Linked DNA regions of Anas platyrhynchos: region 1 is linked to region 2. A link is a contact called in public Hi-C data. All regions are on one chromosome and are shown on one strand. Each heading gives the region's core, a stretch centred on a gene start, on an enhancer-like site or on the middle of the called end of the contact. The rest is flanking DNA. Distances are from core to core; before and after follow the strand shown. Region 1 overlaps KALRN (kalirin RhoGEF kinase). Region 2 overlaps KALRN (kalirin RhoGEF kinase).

What was found. A called contact is a pair of places that touch in the nucleus more often than the background predicts.
Region 1: a contact with region 2 is called in a Hi-C map of skeletal muscle, with 2.0 times the contacts expected there. The contact joins two enhancer-like sites. A contact is called at or near these places in 2 of 8 Hi-C or Micro-C datasets (liver and skeletal muscle).

The regions. Positions count from the first base shown.
Region 1 is chr7:16,384,080-16,390,465 of IASCAAS_PekinDuck_T2T, reverse strand. It overlaps KALRN (kalirin RhoGEF kinase), which reads right to left. Exons shown (of 64, transcript XM_072040795.1): 41 at 6,206-6,301; 42 at 4,459-4,589; 43 at 1,324-1,390. Among named protein-coding and RNA genes, the nearest start is that of UMPS, 47 kb to the left of the region's middle. Within about 2 kb of position 3,660, at least 3 of the 8 cell types and tissues checked have an H3K27ac peak or open chromatin away from gene starts, as enhancers often do.
Region 2 is chr7:16,343,272-16,349,728 of IASCAAS_PekinDuck_T2T, reverse strand. All of the region lies in intron 38 of KALRN (kalirin RhoGEF kinase), which reads right to left. Among named protein-coding and RNA genes, the nearest start is that of UMPS, 87 kb to the left of the region's middle. Within about 2 kb of position 3,303, at least 4 of the 8 cell types and tissues checked have an H3K27ac peak or open chromatin away from gene starts, as enhancers often do.

The DNA.
Region 1 (6,386 bases), core at 2,411-4,910, 40 kb before region 2:
GTTTACTTAAAGAGGGAGTATAATTACACTCACTTTAAAAAAAAAGTAAAAGTTTAATGTCAGACTTTTTGCTTTGAAAACACTTAAAATACCTTTTTATTTTTTTTTTTAAATACAACTTAAAATCAGAAACCCATCTAGATATTCTAAATTACATAGTCTGCTTAAAAGAAAACTTTAAAGGATTTATTCTGAATAACTGCAGTTGTTTTAGGAACCCCTTTGTTAGATGTCATTGAAGTGACAAGTGCAATTAGAAGATAAAAGTTAAACAAAAGTAGCTTATCATGCTCTTGGCTTCACTGGTAAGAGGGAGAAGCCAGAGTCTGCACAGACAAAATTCTTCTGTTCATCACCATGAATGTTTTGTGGGAGCACAAAGCCATGCAGAAAGTTTAAAGAGTCACATGAACGGGATTTCTCACACCTCCTGAGAGTTTCTTTATAAGTCTTTGGAGCACTGCAGCCCTGTTAGCTTTGCCAGTGGAGCGTGATGTAAACAGAAGATAACACAAAAGTCTTCAAGTTTGGAAGCTCTTGAAAATCACTGCTAGACGGGCTGATAATTCTCCCTGGACTAGTGAACGCCAGAAGCATTCCCAAAAGCCCACTTCAACCGAGTGCCTCCAGTTCTCAGTCCTTGCTGGGAATCGAACCAGACCGTGCATGTGAGTTGTCTCTGACAGGTGATCCCTAGGGATCAGCCAGGTCTTTACAAGTTGAAACTTACAAAACAATGACTGCTTTTGAAAAAAATAGGAAAACAAAACAAAAATAAATCCTCCCTCTATGTTATCTCAAGGTGTGTGGGTGGTGGTTTTTTTTTCAAAACATGGGTCCATCGGCCACACACACACCTCAGCACAGACCCAAAGCCAGGCTTTGGAAAGCTACTCAAACACAGCACTGTAGCCCCGGTGCAAACTCAAGGGAAGTATGTGCTACCGCTGTTCAGTATTGATTTGAAGTGGTATCACTGCATGACGGCAAGAATGGAATGAAATAAATGGAAGGGGCGTAAATTATTCTCTCCCACTGCCCTCAAGGCTGCATTACAGCAGAGTTTGTTAGAAGCAGGGTAGCCAAGAAAAACCTTTGCATGCTGGAGTTGAAACCTAAAATACAACATTTGTTAGATGGAAACAGAAATAGTTTCCGAAGGCATTTCTTCTTGTTTCTGTCAACATGAGGAGGGGACCATGGAAGCAGTGTGCGAAATAAACCAGTTTGTTTCTCATGCTGTATTTTTTGTTGTTGCCACTTTGCAGAATGGTGTTTGTTAGTGAGAAAACATTTTGCATAGCAGGGCTTGCTTCAGCTCACCTCCACAACAGTTCCCAAGTCTTTGACGTAGTCTTTTTCGGTCTGCACCAGCTCATTTAAGACAAACCTAAATTAAAACAGAACACACGCATTTGACCACGTTCCTTGATGTTACTGTTTGGTCCTCTTACCACATATTACCTCCTGAAAAAAAAACACCACCATCCCAGGAAACACAACCTGACTCACTCTTTGCTCATAGCTCAGTGGGACGAAAACGACAAAAACTTTACATTTCAGGCCAGCATAGTTTCAGTGCTCTTAACTCATCTCTCCTTCCCCTCTTCTGCACCAGGTCCCAGGGCAGTGCTAGAGCAGCAGCACAACGAGGTGCCTCTGCTTTCAACTACCTCTCCCTGCCCTGCACTCATCTGTCCCCCCCATGCAGCCCTCCTGATAGCAATGGGGACATTTCCCAACCCATTTTGCAGCATGTAGGAGAGGGTTTCTTGTCCCAGTTAAGATGTAATTTGGAAGTTTTAAACACTGGAAAACAAATTCCCCTTCTTGCCTTAATGCAGAGCTTAATCTCTCAGCCTAGGTAATCCTTGTGGGGGTGGCCAGTGATTCCCACTTATCTCAGAACTAATAATCCCAGGGAGGAGAGTCAGCTAATGAAGGCTTGATGCATGCAAACAACACCAAGCTAAAAAAAAAAGCACAAAACAACCCTCCTTTGTATGTCAAACTGACTAATCACATAATGTTCTTTCGAGGACAATTTCAAGAAGTTACAGCTTGCTGCAGACAGTTTTCCTCTCAATTACGCCAATACACGGATTTGGCACATGACAAATAAACTCCATCTGTGCTCCAGCTCGCTCCGGCGGTAACAAGGCTAACAAGATAGAGGAGCGCTTTCATGTCTAATATCGCTCCGTTCATGTCAATCAGCAGCCTGACCCACTTGAAGTGATAGGTCTGAGGGCAAACAGTGCTAAGATAAAAGCCTGCTTGAGAATATCTAGGGAAAAAAAAAAAAAACACAAGCTGGCTTTTGGCTCCAATACAATGGCTGTGCTCCCGAGGTGTCCCTTGCTCAGATGGAGTGGAGGAGCTGCTTGGACGCAGGGAGGAGATGCTTGGACACGAGGCAGGGAGAGGTCAGACAGCTTCACATTCATTTGAGAGTAAAATCCAGCCCCCTTGGCAGAGGCCTGGGCTGGCAGTGGTGGTGCTGGATGCTTGTGCTCTCGGCAGTGCCCTGCCAAGCTGCGTGCCTGGGTAGTAAACACGAGCGGGGCAGAAGGCTGCTCCCTCACACAGCGGCCACGTGCATCCCGTGCGGTGCCCTCTCGCTGGCTGACCTGGTGCCCTTGGGACAGGCTGGCTGCATCTCGTCCAAATGGGCTCACATCCCTTCTGGCTGCACTGCTCCTGGTGGAGCAGAGGGCTGCCCAGAGGCTGGGGAATCTCTGCCACCACCCGCCCCCAGCTCCTGGTTTCACCTGCTGTGAGGGTACAGCTGGACAAAGGCTGCTCTGAAAATGAGGCAGCAGATTAAACCTGCCAATCTGTACCTGTGTTAGGAATCAGGGTCTCCATCACCATTACTTAAGTTAAACTTGGCACTAGGGTTCCCCAGCTCCCCTCTCCCTGAAAAGCAAAAAAATCATCCTTCGTCCTCTGCTAGTTCCCTGAAGCCTATCTGACACAGGACCCTAAAGGTAGTCACAATTTGAGATTCCTAAGAAGCATGTTGCAAAAATTCATGTTCATTCATCTCCTCATCAGATAACACAGAGCAAGGACAGACCGTTGCTTAGAAAGTGACTGCCCCAGCCACCAGCAGGTATTGTCTACACAGCTGTAGTTAAAATGGCATTAAATGTACCAGGGGTAGAGCCTCACCTCTGAGTCAGTCTGAATATCTGGGTATCTCAGTAACTCCACACTAAGGCTATACTGACACTGCTCAGTAAGACTGCTGCCTGGCTGCTCACAGGGTCTGATGGAACAGGGGTTTCCCAGTGCCAAGGCTAACTGCTGACAGGCACATGTTGCCTGAGACAAAGGAAATAACCACCCATGCCTGAGCAAGGATTCAGTTGCTGTTTTATGGGAAATGGGGGGTCACAGCTCGAGTTTGGAGCCCAGCTGCCTAATATGGCTATGGAATTACGCACAGCCAGAGGCACAGACACAGAGCACAGACACCAGGGAGCTGGAGAGGAGACAGATGTCTTGTGCTGAAAGCCACTAGCAGGTGCTCCTAAACATCCTGGCGTTTCAGAAATCTGGACGGAGGCAGCAGCTAATTACGTGTAACACGCTGCCAGTCTGCCTGCCAGAAGCGTCACAAGTTAGAAAGCCTTACTGTACGGGGGCTTACACCAGCACTAACCTGAAGTTATCTAATGAATGAACTGCTACCAGAAACCCCCCCAAATTGAAATATCAAGGAGCTTTAAGGAGACAGACAGGGGCAGAGAGGTTTCCTGCAGAAAGGCTGACAGCTGTTTAGCAGAAAACTTCTTCCAGTCAGAAGCACGCCCAGGAGTGCTGTGCCCCTGCCCGCTGCTGGCAGCCCATCCCGTCCCTCGCTATAGTGCTTCTCCAGCTTCCTACAACAAGCTGCAGGAGACAACGATGGCTTTCATGGACCTGCAACAACCTCCTGCTTCCTCTCCCATTACCATGGATATGAAGGTTTCCCAAATTAAACTTTCTCTTCTGTGGCATTTGCCCACCATAAATACTTCTGAATTCTGCCCCTTCCTTTGCTAGGGTGCAAAATCATCATCTCATTAAAAAAAAATAAATCTCTTTTCCTTGGAAGTAGCTAACAAGGTCAACAATATATTCGCCTTTGCAAGCTGATTTCACCTCTGGCACAGTAATTTCCAAAGCAAACACCTCAGTAACTCTGTGTGTAACTGCCCAGAGGCCTCTACAGTAATAGATACATGCTATCTGGGGTAAAAGCTGCACATTTTTAAGAGTGAAGATGAACTTCCTGGGTGTGAAAGCGCTTCTAAGAAGTATTTTTGCAGGTTAAGAAGAAACAGATGCAGCAGGACACAGTTTTACTCCCAGTTCTGTGCTCGATCAATGACTACAAAGTATTCTTTCAGAGCAGCTACGTGCCCTCCCTGGATGCCTATTTCAGAAATACGAACAAGCGAGACAACTTACATCCTGCCTCTCATTGCTTTGGCTTTTTGTTCCTCTTCAAGGTTTCTTGGGGGAGTTGAAGGCGTCATTCCTTCATTTAAGCAGCCAGTGGCATCTTTTAAGGTTCCTCGGTAAGATCCTCCTTCAAGGGTCTACGAAAACCCCAAAGAACAACAGAAAAAACATTACCCTTGAACTCCAGCATTAGTGTTACCTCCTGCTTCAAGTCAATTCTGCAATCATCAGTGCAGTCTAAAACCAAGAGGAATATTTAGCTTTCCCCCAGACCTTAGTGAGACAAAACCAAACTAGTTTTAAATTGATTCAAGCCCCCTCCTCCAAAAAGGATTAAAAATAGAGAAAATGTCCTTTTGCCAGAAGGTGAAAAAAACATTCCAGTAGCCCCAGGATGAGGAAACTCTTCCAAATTCTTTCAAAACAACCTGAAAGCATCCTAGTGTCACAATCAGACCCAAGGTTAGGCTATACATGGACAGTGTTTCTCTGCCAAAGACTGAGCAAGAATTCCTAGTAGCAAAGTAGAACATAAGCTGAAACAAATGGATGGATACAGAGCAACATTCCACAATAATTAAAGTTTCCCCCAAATCCCTGGAAAGTAATCGCAGTTGATCTAACAGTGTACACGCTGGGGAGAGAAAATAAAATATCCTCTGAAAATACATGTAACTGGGTTAATGAAATACTCGAAATTTTTTAGTCCCTCAATGGAATAAAACTATTTTGAGTAAATTTTCTGGGAATGTCCTTTGCAGTTTCCCATGTCCCAGAGAGATCCTTCTCCACTTGCTCCAACTGAGCACCCTATTAACAGACCTCTTCATAACAACATCTCAAACTGAGAATATGCCAAAACTTTCTGATATTATTCACTAGACAGAGCTGCTTTCACAGTTACAATAATTCAATGATTTTGTATGTGCGTTGTTTTCACACACATAAGGAAATAAACCTTTGTAAGCTCATTGTAACTGCTTCAATCCTGGTTTATTAATCAGTAAAATTTGCTCAAAGCAAGTGTTTTCCTAATTTTAGAGGTTCTGGGACATGTAGAAAAAAAGGTTTATCTTTTACATTAACATTTTGTACTTTTGGGGGCAAAACTTAAAAGAAGCCAATATATGAAACACTATTTACTCCTTGTCCAGGACATGGACAATGGGATCACACACGTCATGTATGACAGTGCATGAGTGCACGATATTGAAATTTTCGAAGAAATTAAACCCAGAGCATTTGTATTGCTTATTCCAGTCCCTGTCAGGTAGAGTTGACAAGACAGATTAATATCAACATATGAATCTTTTTAAAATTAAAGCACAGCTGCGGTACTTCAAGCAGTTTTACTCTTCACATTTGTTTTTCACAGAAGCCAGAATACCAAACAAATTCATGTGTTGGGTATCAAAATTCCTCTGCCACAGAACAATTTTGTTTGTTTTTTAAATCACTGCAGGGAAAGAACAGTCCCCAGGAAGAGGACAGTACAGTAGCTCATACCCTGCAAAGCTCTCTCCAAAAGTGCCTTTTGACTTTGCAGTGCAGAGCCTACATGTATGGGCTTTGTCTCACATGTGGAGCAAAAATATTTGATACTCTACTGAGAAGCAGAGCACACAGGGTTAATAGAAGCATAGCAGATGAAGGTGGAAAGCAAGGAAACCAGAAACAGAAGTAGACTTTAAATCCCTTCCTTAGAGCTGTATCAGGCCTGTTGTATACACAGTTTTCACAGCACTAAACTTACCAGCTTACTTTTGACCAACTTTTCTATTGCACTGACAAGATCCGCAGCAGTCGGGACATCGGAGGAGCTCTGTCGAGCAGCTAGCAAAGAAGAGGACTGCAAGACACCAGGTTGCAAAGGAAAAGCAAGTTAGGAGGATGAGAAGGGAACAGGAAACCAGTGGTCAGTGAAGCAGCTTCTG
Region 2 (6,457 bases), core at 2,054-4,553:
CTATAGAAAGTATATCCACAGTCTGACTTTGAGTTAGTACAAACACAGAACCAGCAGTCTTTATTTTTCCTTCATGCTTAAACAGTTCAGGGCAAGCAACCAGGGAGGAAGTTGCAGCGCATTCAGCAAGGCAGAAGAGGGACATAATAATGAATGGTGGCTCGCTGGGGCTGGTTACGCAGCAAAAAGCCTAGGCAAACAACCCAGATCCCACTCTTCTCCCCACAGTCCCAGATGGATTACGGTCCAATGTCCATCTGCGAATCTGCTAAATTTAGTCTGGCCTCAGAGGAAACACAAGACACAAGCCGTCCACATGCTCCCGCCGCTCTTTCAGCGAAGGCGGCCGGTGACCTTCCTGTTAGCTCAACGGGCCAAGCGCTGCACAGCAACTCCCCCCTTCCCACCACGCTACACGTATCTCAAGACACACGACTAAATAGAGAGGAAATAGATTTTACTCAAAGAGCTATTTTTATACCTCCAGGCTGCTTGTTTTTCACTAGTGGGGCAGAGGCGTGGAGATATTATGGCTGTTGGCTTCAGGTCAGAGCCAGCACAAAAACTCATGCTGCAAACTCTGCTCTGCCTGCTTGCTCTGGTGTCTACAATACACTCAGCTCAAAGGAGAAGAAGAAAGTCCCTAGGCAGTTATTAAAAAGAAACTGGCCCCAAATTCAGACCATTCTCAATAGGTGCCTCCTCTCCTGGATAACTGCATGGGGAGTCCTGGAAAATACCTGGTTTCCCCAGCACCACAGCAGGAGCCTGGCTCCTTCCTCAGTAGAGCAACTGCTGCTCAGACTCGATCACTGCTTTTCACGGAGTCCCTTCAAAGGCCCCTCTGTCTGCTCTGACCCTGTTACAGGAAAGGAAGTTCAGAGCTCAGCTGTTTTATGAAAGGACACATGCTGGGATGAGCACCAGGAGAACTGGGGACTGGGCAGGACAGGCCATTCCTGGCTCAGACTCCTTTTGATGGGAGATGCCTCTGGTCTTCCCCAGGCAATATGAGACGCTGCACAGCCCAGATTTCTCCAGAAAGCAGTCTCACTTAATGAAATAGAAGTATAGTGTTTACTTAGTAGTTCTATCTTACTGACCTTGTCCTTTGTGATGTCCCAACAATTAGGAAATCAATACGTTAGTAATACAAATTAAATATTTCTTTTGCAGCATGCCTTTGAAGACAAGGTGGGAAAACAGAACCAGAGCAGTCTTCCTTGTCTAGGTGTACACAGCTGAACTACTCCCAGTCTGTCACAGATGGCTCACAAGGCCAGGAGAAGGCTGTGGCCACCCCCCAAAACCCACCAAAGCAGCTAGGTTCTCCCCTTCATCTGTGAGCATGCAGCCAAGGAAGGAGGTTCCTGCTTCTCTGCAGAAAATGGATAGAGACACGGGTGCTCTGGGGCTTCTCAACACCTGCAGTGAGGAGCACAATCATATCCCATTGCATAGAGCCCTAAATATGTGAGTTGGTTTAACTTGCCCCTGGAAAGCAAGGGGTGGCCCTCTGGGAAATTTGGCAGGAGAGCATGGAGAATTTCTGACCCTGGTCTTCCACACAGGCTGCAGGAGAAAAACATGTGCTGAGCTTGAGGGGGACTCACAAGAGCTGCTTTCCCTCTCCCGAGCTCCAGCTCTCGATGGGGAGACCCAGCCTGCCCAGACCACTGCACGCTGGGCTCCACCACCCAAGCCTGGACCTGCCAAGCCACACTCTGCATGCAACAGAAGTGCTGCAATAAGTAACTGTACCCTTTTCTAAAACCTGCCTCTCCAACAAGCCCACAAGCATATCTACAGGAAACAAATGACTCTTTATCTTGAGAGAAGATTTTTCGTTTTGGAAACAGCCAACTCATGTGCACCACTGGGCGCAGTGCTGACAGGCGCTGCGTGGCAGCGATACACCATGGTCCTCGTTTCCTTCTGCAAAGACCAGCACTTAACCCTCCAAAGTGCGAATGCTTCTGTCCTCCTACAGGTCCACGCAGTTTGGAAACATCCCGCACTACATTTTTGCTGATGCTTTCCCATTTGACCACTAGTAGCGTTTCTCTGCCAGTTTTTGTTGGGTTTTAGTTGGCTGACTAATGCGATGCTAAAAGCAGAAAGATTTATTATCTCAATCGGCAGAAATTCTATATTCCATATTCAGCCACAGCCTAAGATGCTGGTGCCAGTATGTTAATGAAGAGGTATGAGCAATCGATATTATACCTGCTACCAGGAAAGCCTGTTCCCTGACAGCCTCCCAGCCAAATTAAGCAAAAATCCCAAAGGCGCAGTAAACGACGCATTAGAAAACCGAGCATGAGTTGCACAATAATAAAGCTGTCAGAGACTGTAATGCCAGAATAAACCTTCAGCTCAGGTGCCTGACCTTTGTGCAATATCAGCTACTGGATTTTGTCCAGTTTTATGTTGTACCCTCCAAGCTGCTCCTGGTACATGAACCATGAGGGTGACCTGTCAAAGGGTCCCACATTAATACAGAGAATCAGGCCCAACACATGCTATGTCCAAGCGTCTAATCCTTCTGATCGGATTATTTGTGATCACAGCAGGTGTGGATTACAGCTCGGTGTGTACCACGGCTGAATTTCCACCCAGACCAGGTGCTGAATCCTCTGGCATCCTTGATGAGCACAGCTGACTGCAGCATTTTAAATCCCAGTCCCCCTTCCCCCTTTTTCTTCTTTCCCAGTGAAAAAAAAAATAAAAATCAGCATGGCCACTGTACAGTGAAACTTGGGGTTAAGCTGACAGGGGATTAGGTGGATGAAGTTTTACCCCCTGTCAGAAGGGGAAGCAAAGGCAAAGTAAACAAGAAAATTTGCAGGCCTTCTCTCTTTTAAACAAAGACTCCTGTGTTTAAAATAATAAAAATCCACTGAACAAAAGCAAAGCAACTTCCCCCAAAATAGCCTTTCCTGTTTTATCAAAGCATTCATCTAAATTGTACTTCTCCACAAAAATAAAGTTCCAGGTAGAGCACTGGAGGCCTTGGGCTTTGATTAGATAACAGAACAGCTGAAGCAATAAGTATAATTGACTTCAGTGGTACCTGATACGTCTTAAACAAACCCACGTGGCTGAATCTAGCTTTAAATATCTAGTGATGACATACTGAAAAAAAAAAAAGGAAGAAAGAAATAGAAACACCATGTCAGAGAAGTAGTGGCGTTCATGAGCTATCAGAACAGGACTCCAACAGCCTGCACACAATCGGCCCCATGCCTTGTATCTGCTGAGACTCACCGTGGAGGCCAAGTACTTGCAAGGCTTGGTCAGGCTGTGCCTATCTTATCTACTTGCTCTGGGGGTGCTTGGACCGACACAGCCTCTAGGGCTTGGCTGCACAAGGATTTATCAGTATAGTTATGTCTTCTGGATGTACTAATGTATCTGCCATTAGTGGCAGAGCTTCAGCTGTAGTGATAGGAATATTCCTATTCAGCTTTAGCTCATCTTGGTCCACCTCTTAAAAAGAACAAAAATCACATCTCATCACCCATATTGCCACTTGTTGCTAAATATTTGTTCATTTTTGATTATTTTGGTGATGATGCAGTCCAGGAGAAGGTGTAAGCATTGACAACACCAAGAGTGGACACTTTATGATTATCTGAGTTCTCCCACAGGTTACTATGAGGTAGGAGAAAGTACAGGATCCAAGACCAAAAGGTAACAGCTGATAAGGGAGTGAGGCATCATCAATCATTCCAGCACCCAAGCAGGTGTTGCCTTCTAAGGGAGAAAGAAGTGATGTGGGGAGAAGCTGTGAAGGTCCATGAAAGTGAAGCCAAAAACCACCAACCATTTCAAGAGCAAGAGGAAGAAGACACAGCAGTGAAAAACCAAAGGAAAGGATGACCTGACTGAAATAGCAAAGCAGTTTTGAGTTCTCTAGTCTTTCTATTCCCATTCCTTAGCATTATTCATTTTTTCCCCTGGTATATTGAGGTGGAACACTGGTCCCAAGCTGGGCCCGGAAGCCCTTGGTGTCAGCCTACAGAGAACTGCCATGTTACAAAATGCTTGTTAGCCGACTTGTTTCCAGCTGCTCTATCATAATTGAAACAGAGTGAAAATGCAGTAAAAGCTTTCCTGATGGGATTTTTCAACATATGTCATGTCCTGAACTTGTAACAAGGATGCCACGAGGCACTAAGCATTAGTAGGAGGGGTTTGTGTGACCTCTTTTGAAATGCTGTACAATGAAATTCTGACTTTGAACACCCCTGTTGGACCGGTATTAGGAACAGAGAAAAGGGGTTTTTGTTTGTTTGCTTGTTTTAATACTGCATGTTTATATTGACAATGGGAGCCTGAACACTGTTCATTTAATAAAAACCCCATGACCTGTTTATGTGCCAGATAAATCAACTGTTACCTAATAAAATGTTTCTTTTAGTTCAGAGCCATACAAACATTTTAATTGACTGCTCTTAATTAAGACTTTCAAAAACAAAAACAATTTCTCTGCCTCTACAAAGACAACTGAAGGTTTAATGCAGTGCACTAAAACTTCTGAATCGTCCTCACACAGCTCCCCCGAGAAATCAGGAATCATTACCATCGAATATGTTTTGCAACAGAGATTGTTTAAAACAACAGAGAAAGTGCGCAAGCCAATGTAGATCACAATTTAATACTCAACAGGAACAGGGACACAACAAAAGCAACCTAGACTCTTTTCCCCTACTAAAATCCAAGATGTTCTTAAAAACAGAGACGTGGGAAGAAACGATCATGCTTTTCCCTACATAGATTGCTCTTCTGAGATCAGGGGCTGGAGGGAAGAGACTTCCAACCCCAACAAGAGCCACATTATAGCCTCACTGGTTTTGCACACTAATCCATATAATGATCCATATAATGTTTCCCACGAGGAGTGGTCACAAAAATGCAGGTTTCAGGGTAGCCTCTTTTTCATTGTTACTATTCTTTTTTTCACCAGATTTTATTCATCTTTCCTCTGCTTTCTTCCTCTGCAGCTCAGCTTGCAGTCACAGGATCCCACAGGCCGTAAGATCAGGCAGGTGGGACTCTCTAAATGGAGAAGCTTTCACCTGAGCAGCACTGAAACCCCTGGCCCTCCTGCCTGAAGTCTGACGGTGTCCCAGCTGATGCACCCAAGCCAGCATGAGCAGGCTGGGAAAGGCAGACAGGATGCTCACCCTGCCAACACACACCTTGCGAGGCCTACGTTCCCTCTGCAGCTGGAAGACACCCAACTATTGCTCAGTTTGCTCTGTTACGAGGACCCACCGCTGCCACCAAAGCCCTGCTGTTAAGTGGCCATCTGCCTGCGCAGCAAGATGTTTGCATAGCATCTTAAAACAATGTACTTCTCATCTCCTCCAGGGATTTGGACCAGAAACAAGCATCCTGCAGGCTGAATCTGGTTTGGGGCCCTGAATGGGATCCCTTTGCATATCATCAGCCTAAACCAAATGCTATAAACCCTATTGTTTTAACGCTTTCTGTTGTGATGATTGACATTGTTTAAAATTACTACAAGAACTAGCCTTTGAATTACACTGTGACTATGATATCACAACAAAAACGTTGAGTGAGCAGTCATAAAACAAGATTTGTAAGATCAAGATTTCTTCTAAAGGTTTGATAGGCCAAATTCAAATTTGGAATCACTCAGATGAAACTAACAGGCTGACACCAGGAACATGCTTGTCCCAGTGTGCTTAATGAATATTGACTAGGTCATTAGGTCGCTTTCCGTCCATGCAGATTTCTCCCTTAATGTGAAATTTATAGTTTAATACCTTAGAGCTCAATTACAGAATAAAAGAGACAGGAATAAAAGTCACAGTTTTCTGTAATTAGCCCCGTGAGACAATTCAAACAGAGCTTCATTCCTAGTGTCACAAGCCTTTCTTTTTCCTTCTGAAGGAATGCCAGTCAGGAAAAAAATAATAACACAAATTCTCGATTACAGTAACAAGACTGCAGACCAGTTCCTCGTATTCAGTCATCAGTAAATTATTTGCAAAAAGGTGAATCTCAGAAACCTGTTTGACTTTTTACAGGGGGTAATTGCAAACTCCGTCAGCTTACTGGAAAACACAGACAGGCAGGACTGTACTTGGGCTCTGAGCTGTAGTAAAGTCATGAAAAAACCAAGTGTGTATCCTTCAAAGGAACACAGCCAGGAGTCAGACGGAAGGCTGGGAGACTAGTCCTTGACGTCTCTGTGCTTTCACTGATCAACAAGAGAAATCTGCAAAGATATTCCATTATGAAACGTAGGGAATGTTCTTTTTTTTTCTTTTATTTTTTTTCTCTTATATTTCCACCAACTTTTCCCTTTTGTAATATTTTATGTTAACTCAATAACTATTTAGAATGGAATAGTGTTAAAACAGGGGTGGGAGGGGGGAAAGAGAGCCAGAGCACATGTTCAGTTGTGATGTTTGATTTTGTTTCC